2 separate regions of the Gasterosteus aculeatus genome follow, and region 1 is linked to region 2. A link is a contact called in public Hi-C data. All regions are on one chromosome and are shown on one strand. Each heading gives the region's core, a stretch centred on a gene start, on an enhancer-like site or on the middle of the called end of the contact. The rest is flanking DNA. Distances are from core to core; before and after follow the strand shown.

Region 1 (7,094 bases), core at 3,888-6,387, 36 kb before region 2:
CGGCTTCGCCTTGTTGCCGAGGGAAGAGCTTCCTTTGGCGTCGGCTGTATCAGTTGAGTGACTGGGGGCATCTCACTGCGATGTCGCCACTGGAGGCCGGGCTGCCATGTCGGCGTGCCCGGCCCAGAGAGGAAGCCCGAGCAGGAAGGGGTTACTGCGCTTGCATCTGCACATGTGAACCCCCCCCCCCCCCAGCTTGTTCTTCCCCTCCATGCTACCAGCAAAAAAGTATCATCGGTATCATTTGTGTCATCGTGCATTTAAAAAAATCGATTTTCTTTTGATGGTCAGCTGCAGCGCATTTAGTTCTGTTTTTGGGGCATTTGCTAACAGCATCACTGGTATGTTGTAAATAAAACAAGTTTCATATTTGAGAGATAACTCCTTGCTGATTATGAGATGACGTCTTCGATACCACTCACAGTTCGAAGCTGAGCCGCAGCATCCAGTTGAACGGGTCTTTGCTTAAAGACTGAACACTACAGGGAAACAGTCGGCCTGAATCCGCCCGACGGCAACAAAGTGGCTAACTTAAATGTTTTTGTACGGATCAAACCAACAAGATATATTTTGCATCATTGAGTCGTGGGTACATTTTTCTACCAGTTTAGACGGAGCAAACCAGCCCTCCCCCACTTATGAGACCACGCTGTGTTAGCCGACAGCTTTCTGTTTACAGACATGAAGGCGGCCTCAGTTTTACCATCTATTTTTCAGCCAGACGGTCAATGATGGTATTTACCGAAATGTTGAGCCGTTTCATTTACGCCCAGATCATGTAGCGTATACAGATATATTCATATCTATGTACAGCTATTAAATGCAGTGTGGTCGAATTGTCAGCTGATGCATTTGCGTGTCAGTGTTTGCCATCGAGCTGTTTCCTGACTCCATTGCAGCGTTAACATGTGGATTTAAGGAGTGGTGTGTGTGTGTGTGTGTGTATGTGTGTGAGGCGTGTGTGTGTGTGTGTGTGTGATGTGTACAGGGAGCAGTGAAAGGCAGCTGGGCACAACCGGCCCCCATCAGGCACGTGTGAGCGCAGAGCCGCATAAACTGCAGTGAGAGAGCCCTGTGAGGTGAAGCGGGGAAAGCGGTGGGGGGGGGCGGGCGGCTGAGCGGGCTCGCGGGCCAATACTGTGCGAGCCCCGGTTACCATAACAACACATTGATTATTTAACAATTTGGACGAAGCCCGTGCCCCTTTTTCTCGCCGAGGTTCAGCGGGAGTCTGTGCGGCCCCGAGGGTCCGCGGGGGCCGAGGTCGGCGCTCTGTGGCGCCGGGACGACGAGAGACAAGAGGCAGACGCACGCGGTCTCAGCTGACACCACGGCGAGATGATGGATTGATGAAGAAAGAAACCATTGCGAACAGATGGGCGGAGGAGACGAGGCAGTGAGAGGAGGAGGCAAAGAAAGACGCGTTCTTCTCTCCTCGGCGGTCACGTGGGACCCGTTGTAATGATCTCACGCTGTGGGAGCAGTCTGGCCGCATTGTCGTTGTGCGTACACGATGTCTCTGTGTCACTCGCCTCCACGTCTCAGTCCACATGTACGAGTGTCCACGGATCGCCTGAGCCATTGTCGTCCTGAGTAAATTACAACTGTCTGTGAAAACATTTCACAATGACTGAATTTAAAGGAAAGGTGCAGATTTGATGGTAACCAGGATGCCAAATCTCAACACAATAGAGCTGCATTTATGATGGTTTCTTGGACCGGGCACGTCCAACATTGCTGCCTTGCTCAACAGGACCATGGATCAGATGTCACCATCCAGAGAATAAAGGGGTCACGTGTTAATACCAGGTGCAAATGAGGCCGTCTTGTCAAAGTGTCGTCCATGTAAAAGGTCTTCACAGGTAGAAAAGTCTTTCCGGTATTGGATTTCTGATCGTTGTAGCGTTTGAACATTTTCCTTTGAAAGCCGCTAACAGTGATCCTCGTCCTTTTCGATGCAGAGGCATAATGTGTGAAATCTTGTTCTGCCTCATCCATTGAATCTCTTTCATATGAGCCACATTCACACGGAACACACCCAAAGACATTTCGATCGCCTCCTGTCCTAAAAACAATCAATCTGCAAGAGGCTGCTTTTCAAATGCTATTCAATTTGGTCTCCTGTTAAAGGCCCTTAAAGGCAACTTCCAGAATGTGTCACAAACATCGGTGGTGGTCAGAACGGAAAGTCTTCAATCCACCGTTTTTGCTCCTCTGGGCGTCTGGTCAGCGAAGACGTTTACCAACAGTCGTAAAGGCCCGTCGGCGTAATCCATGCTAATCCAAGTTACCTGAGTAAATCGCCGAATCATATTGAGATTATATTTCATTATTCCTTTTGTCCGCTTGTTATGTGAGATTTAAATAAAGGGATTATGCGGCAATCCCGGGCCAGGATAATACGTCCGCTTCCTCCAACTGATGGGTTTATTGTCTTTCAGATGCTCTTCTAGGTCCAGTGATCCCACCCGGTGGGGATGGGGGGCGGGGGGGCATTGGACCGCTCTGATACTTGCGATAAGCACCGCAGGCATTAGACTGCAGCAGGTGTGTTTTGGCACATGTGGCCTCGGTGGTGGATTCGGCAGCTCGGCCTGCCGGTCGACGAGGGGCAGCGGCCCTCCCCAAAAATCGCAACGCAGCCATGTCAGATGTGCAGACGCGAGCGCAGACGCGAGCATCTGTTGGTCCGTGTGCAGATTACAACGGCGGTCTGATTGTGCTGACGGCGGGGGGGGGGTTACAGCCACAACTGTCCAGAGTCATAGCACATCATCACCGAGTGGAGTAGGTCAAATCTGCTGCTCCTGCTTATACAGCGACCCTTCATTACCGTGAACGGACTCGGTGAGGAGGAGGGGGGTGGGGTGGGGGGGGGGGGTGAAGTGACACCTGCACACAGCTGGCGAGGAGATGAAGGGTTCAAGCTTCCGGCTCGTGTTCCGCCAACTGGGTTATAAACCCCTTCGGTGCCTTTTTGCCACATGATATTGCCAATGTAGTGTAATTTTTAACATTTCTGAGTAAATTGTTGAGGGAACATGTTGCCAATGTGAAGGTAGAGTTGGAGTTGTCCATTGGGGATCCCTTTAATGTCTTTGGATATGTTATACCGTTGTGGGACATTTTGTTATTCGCAGAGCAGGACTGCGTTTAGGTTCTTTCATTTTATCACTGGGATAAAATAGCTTCACTTGTCAGGTTAAAGATGTCAAATGAAGAAATTCCAATCCTTTTTATTTTAACCAGAAAAGTACTAATTACATTAGTAGTATAGCTATTTATATTGGAGATGTACGGTAATGTTTTTCTGGAAATACAGTTGAGAATTCAACATCTATATTTATATTGAGCACATGGTGATGTCAAAAAACGTGGTTCTTGTGATGTTTTTAAACAAATACCAAAATATCAACATATATTAATCAAAAGGGGGGCTCACTACTGAAGCGTTTGAAACGCTTTTGAGGAATCTGTAATGTGAATATAATGAAAGTACTATAATTCCTTCTTCCTTCATTCCATTAAGCTGGAACACTCAAATATTGCCGGAAAATGAAATCACTAAACTGAAAATCAACCTTGAAAGCCTCTAAAAACTACCAAATCCAGGGTAACATTGAATCTTACATCACTATATCCTATTTTATTGATTGATTATCCAGCGCTACATACAGTATATGTACATGCATATTGTAATACAGACAATCGTTCACAGATATCTCTGCAGGTAGTTCCACAATAAACAAGGAAAAAGTGCTGATTTTCTCCTCTGTGTCGGACCTCGGCAAGTGTAACGTCCCCCAGCAGCGGCGTCAGCATCCCGCCGCCCGCGCAGCTCAATCGGATCGATGAAAAGTAGACCGCCGGCGTGCGGAACTACAAAACGACCATCAAGCTGCTGCCAGAACAACCGCGCCGCAGACCTCACATTGGAAATAGAAACACCAGGGGGCGCAGCAGAGTTGAGCTGAACTGTGGAGCTTAATATGTAGCTGCGGCGGTTTGGTTGGACTTGGTCGTACTGGCGGATTCTGTCACCGAGCATCGACGTGTATCCAATAGTTCATTAGTTTGTTTCACGTGCTCCAAAAAGACGAACAGAAACCGCTTTTCCCCATAAAGTTGTATTTATGCTGCAGGCGAAAGAATCAAAAATGAGATTCAAGGTCAACAAATACACTGTGTAATCCATGATGATACATTTTTATATGAATAAAGTATAGAATTTAACATTCAAACTTCTTTAGCGATTGTGATTATTAAGTCAGCACAATTTTTGATCTACTCCCACAGATGAATTGCTATAGCATTATTTGCAAGAATGACACATTCATTCCACACTAAACTGATGTTTAACACGTGGTAATTCTTTTTCATTAATTGATTAATAGGTAAGCTTCCAATATCAGAAAATAAAGAAAAATGTCCTGGATGACATGTTTAAATTATTTGTTTTGTTTAAAAGACCAAAAGAGTTAATCAGAGAAAATCCTTATTATAGAAACGGGACCAAGTACATGACTTCTTGCTTGATAAATGGCTCAAACAATACATTCATTATCCAAATTGAATAATTGTGTCCAATCTGTCAATCAACCATTTCAGCAGTACACATAAATTAAACTAAATTACGTAATCAAATAAGCTTATTTAGCGATTCCTCGCAGTGTTCTGAGAGTATCACATGTTGTCAATCTAACTGAATGATTAAGTAGCCATGAAATCATGAATTCTTTATGCGATCATATGTGGTGGTATTTCTGTGTGAAGCCAAAGTGAAAAGGATTTGTGTGATAAACGTATCGTCCCGACGGCTGGAACCACAAGCCGGCCGCTATTATGAGACGTCTGCAGGACGTCCTCCAGCTGTGGCGGTTAATAAAGACACACACACACACACACACACACACACACACACCGTATCATCCCCAAAGAAATTGAACTGACTGTTCCCATGGCATCCGTTGCCTTTGCTCCCGAGTGATAGCGTGTGTACCGCGTGTGTGTGTGCGCTGCCAGCCTCGCACAATAACATAACGTGTATTTCTTCGTCTTCACAGGCCAACCCTCCCCCCATCATCGTCAACGCGGACTCAATAGATGCGGGCCCTTATGTAAGTATCTGGTCCCCCCCCTCTCTGTACAGCATACATCTCTCTCCTCCACGCAGCCTCCTCTTTGCATGAGCGCAGGGTCTGTTTGTGTGTGTGTGGAGGGAAAGGCCTCCTCCTGCTAGCAACATGCTGTTTGCCATGTGGACCGACATCCATTATGCCTCTTACCCTGCCGGTTTGGGGTGAATGTGCATTCTGCAGTCGCGCGTTTTCTTTTTGACGCGTTGCTTGTGCACCGTTAAAAGGAAAGACACCTTTTGATTGCAACAAATCAAAAAGTCTACTCTGTAGGAGTCTGGTGAAGGACATGGCTGCTTTTTCTAAACTGTATTTCTAGCAAATGCGGTACTCGGGTATGAAACTAACCATCATGCTCTTTGTTTTCACAGGTAAATGGCAGTGATGGGATGTACAAATATGAAGAGATCATTTTGGAGCGGGTGAGATTTACCTGTTGCTTGTTACAACACATTACACAACACTACACCTTCCCCCTTAATTCATTTTCCGCATGACAGAAACATTTCTCCCCACTAGGTGGTAGCAAGCAGCTCAGTCCTCCTTCAGGGAGTTTAAAGAAAACCCAGAGAAGGATCCTGATTACTGTACTTCAGGAGAATCATACGTTCTTCTGCGGCGTCGGTGATGTTTGTAGCTGTCGCATCGCCGCTCTGTGCCTCATGCGAGCCTGAGCACAGCATAGCGGCGATGAGACGACCTTTTTACGTAATCCCCATGCGCGCCGTCCATCCGCAGGCAGCAGAATTTGGGACGTGCTCTCCTGTTCGATTGTTCAGCGGCGGTTCAGCTTGTAGTGGCCGAGCTTTATGTTTCTACTCTCATGGTTCAACCCACATACGGCTGCACCTCCGATCCACTATAGATGCACACGGTCTCTGCCGCTTCCACTCTTCCAAGTGGAGATTTTAAATAAGCTATGCAGTCACACACACACACACACACTAAAAGGCCTGTGGCTGTGTAACATTTGGCCGTGAGGCCCCGCGTACTCCTTTCTGCTCCGGAGCAGCACACTGGGAGGCCTCGGCCTCACTCTGTCCTAATTCGTTGTGACCGTTGTTCATTAATTATAGAATGTAATAAAGCGAAAGTCTTTTCTCGACCGTCTTGTATGCCGCTGGTCTCTGTGGCAACCGCTGTCAGATGCAGCAGTGCACTTCGACCCACCGCATCCAAGTGGGTCCTCTGTCGTTTCGGCGACGGGAGGTGCTGGAGTGTGTCTCCAGCAGAGGGTGAGATGCAACGGGAATGATGCTCCTCAGCTCGTCTTCGCTTTGGATCTTAAATCAACCTTCAGCTCTAAACGCGGGGCATTCCTGACACTGATGCATCTCTGCCGGGTTGACGGGATGACTGTGACGTTTCAATGAAGGGCCCTCCTCTAATGAAATACGCAAGGACACGCACACATGCGTCCCGAAAATGCACATCAGAAATGCCCGGAGCAGCATGCATCGATCACGGGTTCTTCTGAGATACCGATACACTGAGGAGCCACATTGCACTGACCCTGAGCCCACATTGGGTGCATCACTTAGCGCTGTGTGTGTCTGTTGTCTGTGGTTCCCCACTGAGGATGCCAATCATAACCTGTGTGCAGGGGAACTCTGGCCTGGGCTTCAGCATTGCTGGAGGAATAGACAATCCCCACATTCCCGACGACCCGGGGATCTTCATCACCAAGATAATTCCCGGTGGAGCGGCTGCTATGGACGGAAGGCTCGGGTGAGTTCCACTCCTAACTGTGCAGATACAGGTGCTGCCCAGGTGAATGAAGAGCAGATAACAAGACGAAGGAAGCAAGACAATAGAATCCTGGTTTGAAAACGCCGTGAAATAGATTAAGAGCTACTTTAACGGTACTATGAGAAAGACGGTGCGAAGTCAAATCTAGACTAGATGTCCCCCTCCCTCCTCGCCTCCTTCTTTCCCTCTTCAAGCTCCTCTGCACCTTCT
Region 2 (7,630 bases), core at 4,858-7,357:
CCTGCACTCACCCATTCTCAGGTACGGCAGCAGCACATCCGCAGTGCCATTCCTACGCGGGGGTAATGTAAAGCCGTGGGTGTAAACCTGTGATGGACGTGATGGAAGCAGCACCAATAACACTATAATACCCCCCCCCTCACCTCATCTCATCGCTGGATCCCTCTATTGTGGAGAGCAAGAGTCGAACCAAACACCTGCGAGGAGATGAATGGAGAAACTGGTGTTGACCTCCTTTCTTTCACCTACTAACTGCATTATACAGAGACACACTTTCAGTGGAGAAGCAAAGGAATATAGGTCAGTGGATCATGGAGGTGTATGGGGAAACCCACAGACTCACTACAGCCTCTCAGAAGCCACATGAGCCTGAATGTCGTCGCTTTATGTGTGAAACTACCATCGCGTTTTGGTCACACGTGAGCGCTGAATACTTCAAAGTCAGGAAAATATACATATATTTCTTCTGGCAATGCGCAGGATGGGAGACAAAAGACAACATGTGTCAGCGGAAAAAACAACAACGTAAAGCCTCCAAGGTGAAATACATGTGAAATGTCCATTCATATAAATGCCTGTAATGCTTTCTGAAGCACTGGGACCCGTGTGTGAGCTTCTGGCTTCCTAATTCTGTCTCGCCTTCAGTTGAGAGCAATTTTCTCCGAACAGATTACCGTTTTTATCATGCGGACAAATACTCGATTTGACTATTCAACTTGTCGTGTGTACGTCGCCGGTCACCACAGACCTGAGAGCAGTCAGAACCTGAGTTCCATCCTCGGAGATTTCACACAAGCTCTCCAGCGCCTTCATGGCAGTTTCATGCTGTTCATTCTGTCACAAGGGGAACAAACAACCTCCTCATTTATTCCACCACCCACCAGTCATATTCCTCACAATCAGGCGATATCCTTAAAATAGGATTCATTCTTTACACCTCACTAATTGCTAATGGCTGCTTGCTGTTCAGTTGTGTTTCCTGATTGTAGCTCAAGCGAGGCAACTTTTTGTATTCATAAATGAAGTGAAATAGGCCTGCTGAGGTGACAGACAGCCATGTTCCGTCTCTGACAGCTCATTGTCTTTACCCAGCGATGAGGAGCTTTTCCTGGAAAGATGCAACGTGGCCCAACCTTTGGTTTCATGCTTTAAATGAGCAACGAGTCCCCGGACGTGTCCTACCTCCAGAGCAATCTGAGCAGCCAGACTGAGAAGCTGGGAAGCAGCGTTCTCTGACACCAGCAGTCCGTCCTCCCGAGCGGCAGGACTCCTGGACAGAAGTCCTATCGCACGCACGGCCTCTGCAGCTGGTACAAATCAACAAGCTCATCACCACAGAGAGAAAAGGCCCAAAATGTGGCTGTAATGAAAGAGCAACACTACCACCCAAAGCGCTCCTTACCTTTCTCCACATTGTTCTCCAGCACTGCAATCTTGTAAACACTGAACTGAGTGAAAATGCTGTCAGGATCACTTCTCTCTGCTTCCTTAATCGCTTCCTTAGCCTATAAAGCACAAGTTCTTCAAATACATGCAAACCCACATGAACTGTGAATATGCAAGAGGAGTGTTTGCCTGGTGACAAACGAGCTGGTGGGTTCTGACACCACCCCCCCCCCCACCGTTCAACATGTTTACTCCGCTGACTTTGGTTTACCTTGTCCAGTTGCTTCAGCTGCAGGAAACAGGAAGCTCTGTTCCTCTGTAGTTTGGCTAAGTTGGGCTCCATTTGACCTGCCTTGTAGAAACTCAGGGAGTAGTTGTACCACTGAAGAGCCTCAGAGTGGTTTCTGGCCTTTGAAGAAAGACGCTGCATTGTCATCCTTTTGTTTATCCCCGTGTGGACATTCGACCTTTGCAATGAACCCGCGCTAAGTGACCACTGAGCCACCATGCTGATAAATATACATGGCTATGCACCCTATGAAAATAGCTTGTGAATTATGCAATAACATGGCTATGTTTGGCATACCTCAAAGTGTTTGGACGCTTTATCCCACAGTAGGACGTGTAGACCCGTGAGTGCCTGTGGAGACAGCTGCTTTCCTGTATAGTGGCCTGTGTGGGTGTAAAAAATGGAAACACAAACACAGAGGCACATCTATTGTATTCTCTGCATTATTAAAAAATTAACCATGTTAACCACCTTTTGAATCCTTCTTTTTTAATGAAGTACCGGTGATGACGTCCTCTATCTTCTGTTTGCCCAACAGCTCCTTGCCTTTCTGCAGCAGCAGCTCGATGTGCAAGACAAGAGCAGTTCCCAGCTCAGGGAACGCCTCAAAGTGCTGACAAACACGTTTCAAATACTCAAATCCCAACGTTTCTCTAGAAAAATCAAAGCAGACATTCCCAGTTGAATAGCAGGCGTTCCTTAAAAGAATGTGTATGTTTGCATACACATTCTTTGTGTAGGCTGTGCGTGTGTTATTTGACGAAGAGACACATGACTGTACTAGTAACTTATAAATGTTTGTACCTGTCTTCAGACATCAGTAGTCTCACGGTGCTCAGACACAGTTCAAGAGAAACCTTTGACTCCAGCATCTCATTAAGACCTGAAAACATATTCGTTTTCAGGACGTTCTCTGTTCACATACATATATAATATATTTATATATGTGTGTATGTGAACAGAGAACGTGCTTTTAATTGTGCATGTGGCAGCGTGCAGGACGCCCAATGAGACACAAGAACACATGGATGGGTCCAAGCACAGATCTGTGTTATGGACCACCAGACCGGTCTTGTGGTTACATCATTGTGGAGTTTTTAGAATCCACTTTTCTTTCCTGCAGCCTCAGAGAATCCAACTGGCAACATTTCCTATTTGAATGGACTTCTCGAACCTCTCAGCTGCGGATGCCCCGCTCCCACTGCTTGGTTAATGAGGCTCTGTATAAATAATTCAATGACTGTTGGGTAATAACTAACCTGCTCTGATATGATCGTCAGAGGCGCCACATCTCAGCAGTATCCTGATCTTTAAGTACAGCCCAGAGGCGCTCACACATTCCTGTCAAATTGCAAAGTCCAATTAGAAACAGAGCATCTGTTTTGTTTAAGTGCATGTTTAAAAATGCATACGTGAAATGCAATTTGAAAATCATTTCTCAAATCCGACCTTGTTGGCTAAGCTGACAGCATTAAGAGCCTTCTCCTGAAACCTCTGACAGTCCCACTCTAAATACACAATGGCAAGGAGCCTCAACACCTTGGCCTAGTTTGAGGGGAAGTTGAAGACCGATTACAAAAAATTAAATAAAACTACATTGATATGCACATGTTGCCTGTACTGAACTTCGTATCGCACAGAAATACCTGAACTTCCAATCCAGGGGCGTATTTCACATTCATTTTCCCAATTTCACAGCTTTGCCTAAGAAAGAAGAAGAACAAATTACTTCCACACTGGATTGGTTGCCAGCACATATCTAGATGAATTAAACATTATATTTACCTCAGCCAAAATGCACTTTCCTCAAACTTTTTCAGATCGTAAGTCTCTATTCCAAAGTTATAGCACATAAGGGAAAGGTACGCAGTCTGCATTGGGTAAATATATTCAGAGTTAACATCCCCACTTTAAAAAGCGATATGAACAGTAAAAGTGTTGTTATGGTGATAAGAGAGAGAGAGAGGTTTTACATCTTTTGGTACTCGCAGCAGCATGTCCTTACAGCGCTGCATGCAGACCACAGCCTCCTGGTTACTCCCTTGACTTAAGGCCTGCAAAGAAGAGACCTGAATGTGCTATTAAACATCAGGCCACAATGCCACATTCCTCATTAGCACAGAATGAGATTTTCCCCTCTCATTGTTTCTCCGTTTGTATTTAGCTGTCTCATACTTCACACTGCAAGTCTGTCAGAATAGCGCTTCCTCAGCTGCCAAATATCACAAGAACAAATATTCACGTCGAAGGTGTTGAACATCACGTGCGCCGCAGCTCACCGACTCTGCCTGGCAGGAGAGAACGCGGAGCAGATCCTTCTCCACGTCGTCTTTAGACGAAGCGTTGTCGGATGCTGCGCCGCCTCTGGACGTGAGTTGGCCGTAGAGAGTTTCCAGGCTCTAGGGATAATTAACGTTGCATCGTTTGTGTGGAGTCCATGTTTCTGTGTGCTCTAAATTTGAGTGTTAACTTTTGCCTTTCACCTTGACAGCAAATCTTAAGAAGTTATCTGCCATCTGGGGATTCTTGCAGTCCAGCCAGGTTCTCCCCGTTTTGCTGGCCATCTGTAAAGATCACACACACACACACACACACACACACAGACAAACAGATTGTGTCCCCCTGAAATATCGAGCACTCAGAGAGGCGGCCCGCGGTATTGCTTACCAGGATCTGCTTACGAATGACGCCCTCTGTTGGATTCTCAGGCTCAGAGCAGAGCAGCAGAGTGCATGCGGCATGACGCACTGCGAGGAGGGCGAAAACGATTTCATTGCGAGGGGACACAACCCATCTAACCGTGCCTGTAATCCTCACTTTTTTGCCGACGTTTCAGGTTAATAGTGTCATCAGTAAAATTAGCATGTTGATAAATAATGCAACTACACGTGTACCTTTTGCTTTCTGAGTTGTACTTATAGTGCTGCCCACATTCTTGGTAACTACCCAGTTCCACAGCTGTATGGCACATTCCTCAAGCTGTAATCCGAATAAGAAAAACAAATATGCAAACCACTCACATATTCTGCCAAGTTATAATAGGTGACATGATGCTGTATTTAAAAAAATAAATGAACTTTGACTAAACTTTACATTTTAGTCACCGAGGTCAGTTAAAGTAAGATCAGACAAATGGCTTAAGTTACATTAAATTAACATTTTTTGCACTAGATAGTACTACAAAAGGACAGTTCTGCATTGCAAGAGGAACATTTTAGATTTGACTGTTTGCTCATTTTACTTTATTAATACAAATTATGCCTCTCTTACAAACTTGTGCCTCTACCTGCGGATCTGGTATTTTGGGGAACCCCTTCAGGCCAGAGACCTCAGAGAACAATTTCTCTATCACCTCATCGTAATCTGTTGACTGTTTGTGCAGAAGGTTATCTATGAAACCTGTTTGGGAACAAAAGAAAATCAAAACATGTTGACTGGACACAAACTCAAAAAAGATAGAAAAATAGGTCAAATGTTTTCCCAAAACAAGTTAGTGCTGGAATGGCTAATTTTACTAACAACAGGTGTATTTTTGCAATTTGAAAAATAATTGTCACATTATGTTGTAGCTTCATGTTGACCAAGTGAAAAGGTAATTGGTTAATGTGGACCGTTGATTGTTCAATTATTTATTAAAGTAATTCTGTCTAAAATCACGAATGCATCCCAAGTTCAGAAACCTTAACCAGTAGCGTTAACTTAATGTGTGGTATCATAACTTAAGTAAGTTCTTAAAACTCTCATTAATCGCCCATCTTGTCTCCTAAAGACTAATATTTACTGAGTAATTGGACTCACAATTGGATTAATGAAGTATTCTTTTTGAATATTTAACAAACTTCTCTAAGTTAAAGTTTAAGTTAATAGTTTTAAATACATACTGTTGGTTTGCCACGTTAATGTACCATATACTTAGGTTTGCCATCCGTCCATTAAAATACGGAATGTCCCGTTTTGAAGAAATACGGAGCATCCCATGCAAATCCCACCCAACCCCCCGGTCGGCCGTAGCTTATTTTTCTGTACTAAAGGTGGCAACCCTACATATACTATGCATATTGATGTATTACATTAATTTTGATCATGTTGTGAAGGGCGTAACAAACCAAACTGACGGTGATAAACAAGCTAGCTAGTTAGCCTAGCTAACAGCGCAGCAGTTTCGGTTACCTAGACAACAGTTACTGACCCACCGCGTTTATGGGCTGGAAGTCTCGTCGCAAAGAAACTATCTACTTCGACCAACTGAACGGGATAGCGACTCACATGTCACCGTCGAAACAAACTGCTCCATGTTCATGGTTTCGCCACCGTAAAGGACCTCGGAGGCTGACTTTGGCGCCGTTTGTTTGATTGACAGCTGTAATACCGCGAAGGAGGTCCAGGAGGAGGAAGAGCCCGATGGTGAGGTTAACAAAATAAAGGTACGTGAACTCTGAAAAACGTGTGCCTTCATATCCTATCCATACTATTCATACTCTTGAATATGTAGCTAGTACTCTGTTGCCTTGTTTAATGGAATATTTATTAATTTTCAATGGTTATTTTACTTGTAGCTTAGCTGGCATTAGTTAATGGCTATTTAACTTCCATAATGGTTACTAATGGTCGCAGTAATGTATGACCAGATACATTCTCAGCTTTCTCATCATGTCTGGTTTATTTATTTATATTCCATGGGGAGGATGGAAAGTGTGTCTCACAGGGTCCCTTTTCTCCCCAGCTCAATGTACTCTCAGTGTGACATTAACAACACCTTTCGAGGGCTTTTATGTTCTCTCTAATCCATTTTGCCTCAGTCAAATGTTCAATGTGTGTTTCCAATACATCAACACGTGGAAATCACTTTCTGTCGCACACTGATGTTTTAGTCCAATCTGACCGACAGGATTCTTAGGATTCTTTGATTAAACCGTCTACATATTTGACATACAGGTCAGGTGGGATTCGTAAACACAGCTGCAGCCAATGACCTTGATTATTGGGGCAATACGTTATTGTCAGTATCTGCCGGAAAGGTTGCACAGCTGTAAACTGTCAACCCAACATCGCCAACGTAAGCTGTGTTAGTTTTATCTTTTCTTTTTTGAGAAAAAATGTGAAAATCCTGACATATCAACAGTGACATATTTTACAGACTTTTAAGATACTTCAGTTTCTTCTTTATAAACAGTCGTGGATATTGAACGCGGTATACGGACATGCACCCCACTACAACCGATTTAATTGAACCCTTTAATCATTTTGCCTAACGTGACTGAGCGCTTTTATAACGGTGGTGTGCACATTCACTCTGTTAAGGGAGAGCGCTATTGTTCTAATAAGTAAAAAAAAGATATCCAGGTACCTTAAAGTTGACATATAAATATTGTATCATTTTCTGTCCAAGACACGGGCTTAAAAATCAACCATTTAGGTTGTTCCTCTGGTTAAAGAAATAGTTGTATTAATATTGTGGCCTAAATCATATTTCTCCCAACATTTACTCCATAAAATGCTTCCAAGGCCGAGTCTGCAGAATTAAAAAAACACATTTCTTCCGGTTGATTCAAAAAAGAAGACATTGCCGTTGGGGGCGAAGGGAAGAGCGCATGCTGCGTGCGTAGGACCAGTTAGTCGCCCCGTAGTGTGTTTTGAACACCAGATTCTAAAATAAAACACTTCAAACCCCTATCAGCGAGCAACTTCCAGCAATTGTTCATCAGGAGACGTATCTGCTGCCCTCTTGGCCAAGTGGGAATGTCTCCTTTAACTGAGGACTCAAATATGAACACACTCAGAAGATTGTTGTAGTTTTTTTGGCAAACCTCACATCTTATTTGTGCATTTATTGGTTTCTCGTCTTTTACGTCGAAGTCGTAAGCGTATCTTTGTTAATGTGTCACCGTTCAGACATGTGAGCCCAGATATTTTCTTGAAAATGAAACCATTTGACAGAATTTGATGCCATGGGAA

Evidence for each region. A called contact is a pair of places that touch in the nucleus more often than the background predicts.
Region 1: a contact with region 2 is called in a Hi-C map of skeletal muscle, with 8 times the contacts expected there. The contact joins the enhancer-like site here to the promoter of tex11 in region 2. A contact is called at or near these places in 5 of 6 Hi-C or Micro-C datasets (liver, skeletal muscle, tail fin and 1 more).

The regions. Positions count from the first base shown.
Region 1 is chr4:5,697,279-5,704,372 of fGasAcu3.hap1.1, reverse strand. dlg3 (discs, large homolog 3 (Drosophila)) reads left to right here. Exons shown (of 24, transcript XM_078100592.1): 5 at 5,064-5,117; 6 at 5,507-5,557; 7 at 6,739-6,863. Among protein-coding and RNA genes, the nearest start is that of dlg3, 33 kb to the left of the region's middle. Within about 2 kb of position 5,137, at least 1 of the 9 cell types and tissues checked has open chromatin away from gene starts, as enhancers often do.
Region 2 is chr4:5,662,097-5,669,726 of fGasAcu3.hap1.1, reverse strand. tex11 (testis expressed 11) reads right to left here and starts at 6,107. Exons shown (of 29, transcript XM_040172860.2): 1 at 5,942-6,107; 2 at 4,962-5,074; 3 at 4,570-4,654; 4 at 4,343-4,422; 5 at 4,159-4,239; 6 at 3,955-4,074; 7 at 3,649-3,729; 8 at 3,461-3,546; 9 at 3,322-3,379; 10 at 3,125-3,220; 11 at 2,935-3,016; 12 at 2,480-2,558; 13 at 2,177-2,328; 14 at 1,973-2,058; 6 more. The coding sequence starts at 5,975.